Linked DNA regions of Ostrinia nubilalis: region 1 is linked to region 2. A link is a contact called in public Hi-C data. All regions are on one chromosome and are shown on one strand. Each heading gives the region's core, a stretch centred on a gene start, on an enhancer-like site or on the middle of the called end of the contact. The rest is flanking DNA. Distances are from core to core; before and after follow the strand shown.

Region 1 (3,688 bases), core at 255-2,754, 170 kb before region 2:
GAAACGAGCACTATAAGGGAACAATAAGGGTTCACGATCTTCAGACAGTTCAGACCCTCGAAGACTCATTCATTACGGTAATGAATGAGTCTCGTTGAGGACATTACCTCTAATAGAATTAATAACTTCGAACCAATGCAATTATATTGTTATTTAATTTAACTAGAGTTATTACCTCCGCGCTTGCTTCTGGTATCCTCTCCAAGATGGCGGTGGCTTGCTCCATGAACTTAGCTCGTCGGGGCTCTACTGACACCAACTCCGACATCCGACTCTGAAAAAGGGAGTAATTGAATTAGTTAAATTCCGCTTACAAACTTAAACTGCAGAAAAAGTTTCTGGCGATGGATACCATAGACAGATATACATAGCATCAGATGATTAGTGTTTATGAATATCGGAGTTTACCAGCATATTTACTCTAGAAGAGAAAGGAGCACTATATGCTAACCTGCTCGATTGTAGGTGTATTGGCTTTGAGCCTCTTCAATTGTATCATAACAATAACTAATTAGCCAATAATCATGACAACATCAGGGTTTCTCTAGCTCTTGCTGCTTTGTTGGTTCTCCCACTTCTAGGGTGTCCAGTGGTGTCGCGTTCTTAAATGTATAGACAAGGTGGCTTCCTCATCTTCTGGCTGGAACGGTTCCCAGGACTAGAAAAAAATGCTGATCATCTCTTACTTTTCTTACCGGTTTCGTTTCTCGTGGTGTTGCTTCCTACTGGTTTCTAGCGTGTCCTTAGAGGTCCCATTTTTAATGACTCTGGACTCACCATTCTGAGCTTCCTGCTGGACAAGTTCTCGGGACTAGAGTAGATCTCCTCCTGCACGTGCGTGAGCCACTGGCACAGCTCGCCGAACTCCGCGAGCAGCTGCGACAGCGACCACTGCTGGTTGAACCCTGAGGCTATAACCATTACCAGAGACCACCCAATTAAGCCAGAAAGAAGAATATTTGCAGAAGGAGCTGCTTTATCACCTGACGAAAACTTTTGGTTCTACCTGACGATGGACATGATTGGATGGCTTCACAAAGCATCTTTTGACACCAGGGTTTCTGGCCCATACGCAATAAGAAGAAGAAGCACTCAAAGACGAGCCTGCTCGTTCTTTTCCTGATTGACTGTTTTCTAGCGTCTTAGAAGTCTCTTTCTAAGAACTAATGAGACCATAAGGAATCTCTTATATACTCACCATCCTTAGCTTACTGCTGGACTATATACCAAAGCTAGAATAGATCGTCTCCTGTTTTCCTACTGGTTTCTACCGTGTCTTCAGGGGTCCCAGACTTAATCTAGCTGGAATTCCATGTACACTCACCATTCTGAGCTTCCTGCTGGACAGGTTCTCGGGACTAGAGTAGATCTCCTCCTGCACGTGCGTGAGCCACTGGCACAGCTCGCCGAACTCCGCGAGCAGTTGCGACAGCGACCACTGCTGGTTGAACCCTGACGCTTCTACCAGACTAGTATTATCAGACCATCTAAAGAAAAAACTCATATGCCACCTGACGATAGATGATTTGATGGCTAGGCACAGCGTCCTCTAACATCAGGGTTTCTCCAGCCCATACACAAGAGGAAAAAGAAGCACTTAAAGACTTAGCTTCCACTTTCGATGCTATAATCGTGTCTCTAGTCATCAGAAGAATAAAACCAGCTGGAATTCCGTGTTCACTTACCATCCTCAGCTTCCTTCTGGATCAATTTCTAGAACTAGAATGGATCTTCTCCTAGCGTTCTTAGAGTTTTCTGGAGCATCTACATAGGTTCCTTTCCTAAAGCAGGTAGAAGTTTTTGTTCTCACCATTCTAAGCTTCCTGCTGGACAGGTTCTCGGGACTAGAGTAGATCTCCTCCTGCACGTGCGTGAGCCACTGGCACAGCTCGCCGAACTCCGCGAGCAGCTGCGACAGCGACCACTGCCGGTTGAATCCTGACGTCGGGTTCAGCAGCCGCGGCCCGTGGTGTAAAGCTGACGAATTGTGTGATAGCAATTCGCCGTTTGCTTCCTGGAAACAAGAGCGAGACCTCATTATTTAATACTTAGTTGCATATAAATCTGATATCTTAATAGTATCTAGAGATGTATTTTGGATTAATATGATTGAAGAATTCACACACAAAACAGGCATGTTCCTTTCTTTTTCTTTTATGCGTGACAAGGCAGATATTTGACCGCAATCGCACCTGGTGCCTAGTGCCTGATCTTAATCAATGAGCAGAAATGATCCTTTTCAAGGCGAAAGTGAATAGGCACTTACAGGGCAGATGTACCATCCTAGACAGCATCTCTCTTAAGAGATGCATAGATTTCGTTACCATTTATGCAATTAAAATATTAAAATTTTATTTAAATCTCTTTTTTTACTGAAATAAATGTAAATGCTCCATGGACAGACTTTTTACTTCGGCAGTCAGAGATACGAAAATGTATATTTTGAAGTCAAATAGGTGACTAATTTAGATAAAATGAAGGTGGTTTAAGGACAAATCAACTTGGGCAAAGTGGCAGGCAGAAAAATAAGCGGTTGCTAAGGATACAGTTAGAGAATATCTATTTTCAGGAGTGGACCGTGAAGACTCACCTTGAAAGTAATTGTGGTCTAGGAAAACAGTCACAAAAGGCGGTTGCTATGGAATGGACATTATGGATATTTTCATGATAGAGATCAATAAGTGGTCAAATTGTTTTAGCTTTTGAGGCGTGAAATCGTAACCACCTGACACCGAAACAAAGCCACATAACCTTATTGTCGAGCAGTAAGACCTACCTGAAAGGGCTATGCTCTGCGTTTCTTTACGAAATCGAATCAGAAATGAGGAGATCCGAAAACGAACTAAAGTCGCTGACATAGCCCGACGGATTAGCAAGCTGAAGTGGCAATGGGCAGGGCGCTTAGTACGCAGAACTGACTGCCGATGGGGCAGCAAGGTTCTGGGTGGAGGCCATGTACCGGAAAATGCAGCGACGTGACGACCTCATAAGGCAGCAGGAAGACCGTGCAGGCCTATACCAATCGGGCGATGTGGAAATCATTGGGGGAGGACCATGTTCAGCAGTAAACGTCCTGTGGCTGAAATGATGATGAAGAGCTACCTTAGCAGTAAGGGCTACCTTGCAGATGTCATCTGCCGCCGCTCGCCACCTAGCCGCCTATCTAATGAGAGCCTTATTGCCAAGCAGTAAGAGCTACCTTGCAGGTGTCGATGATCTGGTTGTCCATGATGTAGTCGTAGTGGTGCTGCAGTAACGGCCACAGGTCGTCTCCGGCGCTGCCGCCGCTCGCTGCGGAGCCCCAGCTCCGGCGCCACGCTTCGCGGCATGGCTCCTTTCTGGAATGAATTAAAATAAACATACATTTCTACACTTGAAGAAATTTTGGTCGAGTAAAGAAGAAGAAGATACAAATAAAAAGAAATAAGTGTAAGGACCCAGGTTGTGACCGCAGCATAAAATTTGGTCTGTCACAGAAAGACCCTTTCAAAAACCGGGATGCAATCAGTCTATCCTTTGTTATGTCGGCCGTTTGGTGTAGTGGTTTCGGGACGGACTACCTACTATGCCGAGAGGTCCCGGGTTCGATTCCCTGCCGGGCAGAAATTGAAATGATGAATTTTAATTTCTGTGTCGGGTCTGGGTGTTACTATGTATAATATGTATGTATTTACAAAAAAAAGTATTT
Region 2 (3,610 bases), core at 464-2,963:
GAAATTCATAACACTCCCAGCATCCCACCACCCTATCTTTTCATTCATAATCATGTTATTTACACAGTACAATATTTTACCTGTACTGTTTCATCAAGTCATATTTCTCCCACGGAGTCTTCCTCAGTTCCCTACGGACTCTATCTTTCTCCTTCAAATACTCTTCAATGTTTGAGATACCCTTCAGCTCTTGTCTTTCCCATCTCTCTAACCAAGGCCTGGGCTTCAATTTCACCTGAAAAATAATATAAATAAATAATAAGTAGCCAGGTTCATAATAGATTACTATGTGGGTACACCAAGTCCTGGCCAGGAGTAATGTAATACAGCAGTAATAAAATACTACATGCAACTCAACTTTAATCAGCTGTTAGTCAAAGATATTTGTTTACTAAGATGGTAAACAATAGTTTTCTTTAATTGAGAAATCTTTTTTACTCATCACAAAAATAACTGGAACATCTAAGGCCTAAATGTTTCCTAGAAGCCTAGATTCTAGGTATTGCAGTTTGCATACATTTTTTTAAAGTTTAACTCTTCAATACACAATTAGATTTCAATAGCCTATCCAGTATAATATCTTTTTCTTATTTATTTTATTTCTATCAATCATCACATACCTGTACAGGATTAATTGGCACTGGTGTACCCTCAGGCAGTATTTCGGGATCCATGTCGAAAGGAAATGTGCTGTATTCTGGTAGAGCATCTCTCAAATAAAAAAGCTTTTCATCCAGCCTCTTCTCAAGTCTCAACACTTGGATCTTCTGAATAGTAGGATCATAGAGGTCATATCGCACCTAGAAGATAAACAAAGAAAATAAGATATCTGGTATGAAATAAATAAATCCCTGGTAAAAGACACATTACCATTCTAGGGCTAATTTATTTATTTATATTAGGAAAACAATCAATTTTCATATACACACAGAATATAGGACAGAAATCAGCAAACTTCCACAGTTAAAATGAATACAGAGTGCAGACTAACAATTAATTATGAAGTAATAAACTAAATAATGAAGAAGTAATAAATTAACTAAGTAAATTTATTCTTGCTAGAATTCTCATTATTTTATTTTCAATATTTCATTTATTTAGTTTACCTCCACTCCCTGATGATCGACAACATTCCGCAGAGTGAAGTCAGCGCGCAGACCACATCCTTTGCGTTCAATACAGATTCCTACAAATCTGTTGGTCTTGCTCTGAGCATGAGGGTCAGATATGGTGACTGCTAGGATTGAACCTAGAAACGTGGTAACACTCATGTTAGTTAAATCACGAATTATTTTATCTCTGAGCACAGATTTGTAAGCAATTCAACAATGTAGACTTACCAACATAAAATTCAGGAATATCGATTTGACTCCTCCGTTTCAGCATGTCAGCTCTCTCCAGCTTCTCACGCAAGCTGTTTCTCCAATTAGGGTTAGGATCAGGAAGAAATTCAGGGTAAATGTGTCTGGATTCGAGAACTGCTTCATTTGGAATTTGCCTGCGATTGGCTGGTCGTCGGACTTCTACTTCTTGAGGAGCCTCCGCCTTTTCTGGTAGTGTGGATAATAAACGGCAATCTGGAATAAATAAAAGCGTAAATGACTGAATAACTCCGATATAAAAGACAATAATATTCTGCGATAAATACTAACCTCTCCAAAACCATTTTGTGGCGCACAATAAATCACTGGTTCTTCTTATTGCTAACGCCATTGCGAATAAGATAATTCAGTATATCTTATCAGTTAATTTCGATTTAAATTCGCATTTTACGAAATAATTTTACAAACACGATCTCCTCACGGGAAAGTAAGTTGACACTTGTTTTTTTAAATTGCAATTTGCTTGCTTGCAAACTTTTGCAAAGAAATATTTTTTTTCATTCCCCCAAGTAAAAAATTAAAAGCATAGGTACATATTGCATGTACGTACACTGTACAGTAACCAGTCCCTTTGCTATTTTTATCTTTACAGTTTTTATAAGACATAAATGTCATTAACGTCAAAAAAGTGATATCGATTTTGTTTACGGTACATTTTACTGTTTCTCTCAATTTTATATAAAAATCTGCAACTGAGAATGTCGTCGATAATGCAGAAGTGTGGTGATGATAATATTCCACTGGCCGATGATGATCCACAAGTGATTATTACTGATGACGTCGAAAACAATCGATTAGATCATGGTCGTTCCATGGACTCATTACCCAGTTCCTATACAGGAGGATCTTCTAGCCCTGGCCTGAATGGTCCTCCGAGCTTCGAGCCTGATTCGGGCATCGATGAGCAAGAGGAGAAGGCCCGATTGATATCACAAGTGTTGGAGCTTCAGAACACTTTGGACGGTAAGTTGCATTTACTCTACCTAGATCTCAATTTTAACATTCTTTGTTTTGTTATTAGACTTCCGACAGTTATTGTAACGATGATTCACACATATAGTTACTACTTCATACTTGCAAATCATTTTAAAAACAGTTTGTTTCTATTTTCAGATCTGTCTCAAAGAGTGGACTCTGTCAAAGAAGAAAACCTGAAATTACGTTCGGAAAACCAAGTTCTTGGACAGTATATAGAAAATTTAATGTCTGCCTCTTCAGTATTCCAATCTACAACTCCTAATGTGCATAAGAAATAGAATTAATTACTGTTCATTATGTAAAGCAAGCAAGATGTAATTGGTGTTCGACATTGCAGAAAATGCAGATGCTATGAAACTTTGAAAGAGGCTTAGCTTTAATTCCCATGTTATTTTGTACAAGCATTTTTAAACTTATTGTTACAGCATTTAATCCTGGACCAATCTATTTCAATAATTTGCTTGTTGCAATCAATGAATCTGTTTCAATACTTTCACAGCTGTTTGTTCATTATATTGTTATGTTGATATCAATTTATGCATTAATTACATGGTACTGTTTGTATTTGTAAGGTTAATTAATATAATTCACATCAAAAGAAACATTGTACATAGGTTGTTTCATGATTTAACTTTGCACATTGCAATTTAATAAGGTGTGCACACTCTTGAGGCTTTTTTTATTGGTCCACTTTGGCCAGTGCCCTGAATGCATATTGTGAGTATTTTAGAATATAATTATCACTCATTAAGTTGTGGATCAAATTAGAGATTTAAACTGCATATTTTGATGTTTTGTTGAGTTACTGAGGCCCTATTAAGAAATTAGACTCAAATTATTTCAAATATTAAAATTCCACCTGGAACCTGGAAATCCTGCATGCTTGGATTGGAAAGTTGCAAATTAGCAAAATATGTGTCATAAGGTACTTATTCAGTAATCCTTTCATAAATTAGCAATAGCAACTCAGTTTATATTTGATATCATGTATTTTTTTTTATAAAAGTTTTGCTCTACTTTCCATATTAGTGCAATCATTCTGTAAATAGAATATTATTATGGGGCAGTGGTGTATTTCATATTAAATAATTCTGTACATTCCACACTATGCGGTTCAAATAAGCATGAAGAGTGCAATTAGAGTTTTTAGTGATGGTGCTCTCTTGAAATATTTTTATGAATACTAATCTCGAATGTATCTCACAATTTATTATTGTTGTTAAGCTTTTAAATAAAATAATTTATATTAA

What was found. A called contact is a pair of places that touch in the nucleus more often than the background predicts.
Region 1: a Hi-C map of whole larva shows a contact between it and region 2, with 7 times the contacts expected there. The contact joins the promoter of LOC135081862 here to the promoter of LOC135081859 in region 2. A contact is called at or near these places in 2 of 5 Hi-C or Micro-C datasets (whole body and whole larva).

The regions. Positions count from the first base shown.
Region 1 is chr20:4,788,707-4,792,394 of ilOstNubi1.1, reverse strand. LOC135081862 reads right to left here and starts at 1,504. Exons shown (of 12, transcript XM_063976645.1): 1 at 1,325-1,504; 2 at 778-1,002; 3 at 176-274. The coding sequence starts at 1,504. It overlaps LOC135081860, which reads right to left. Exons shown (of 3, transcript XM_063976643.1): 2 at 3,200-3,338; 3 at 1,691-2,014. The coding sequence starts at 3,229. The coding sequence ends at 1,691.
Region 2 is chr20:4,618,978-4,622,587 of ilOstNubi1.1, reverse strand. It overlaps LOC135081859 (large ribosomal subunit protein bL19m), which reads right to left and starts at 1,713. Exons shown (of 6, transcript XM_063976642.1): 1 at 1,653-1,713; 2 at 1,341-1,577; 3 at 1,107-1,249; 4 at 621-800; 5 at 81-235. The coding sequence starts at 1,713. It overlaps LOC135081500 (short coiled-coil protein homolog), which reads left to right and starts at 1,982. Exons shown (of 2, transcript XM_063976215.1): 1 at 1,982-2,345; 2 at 2,496-3,610. The coding sequence starts at 2,081. The coding sequence ends at 2,638.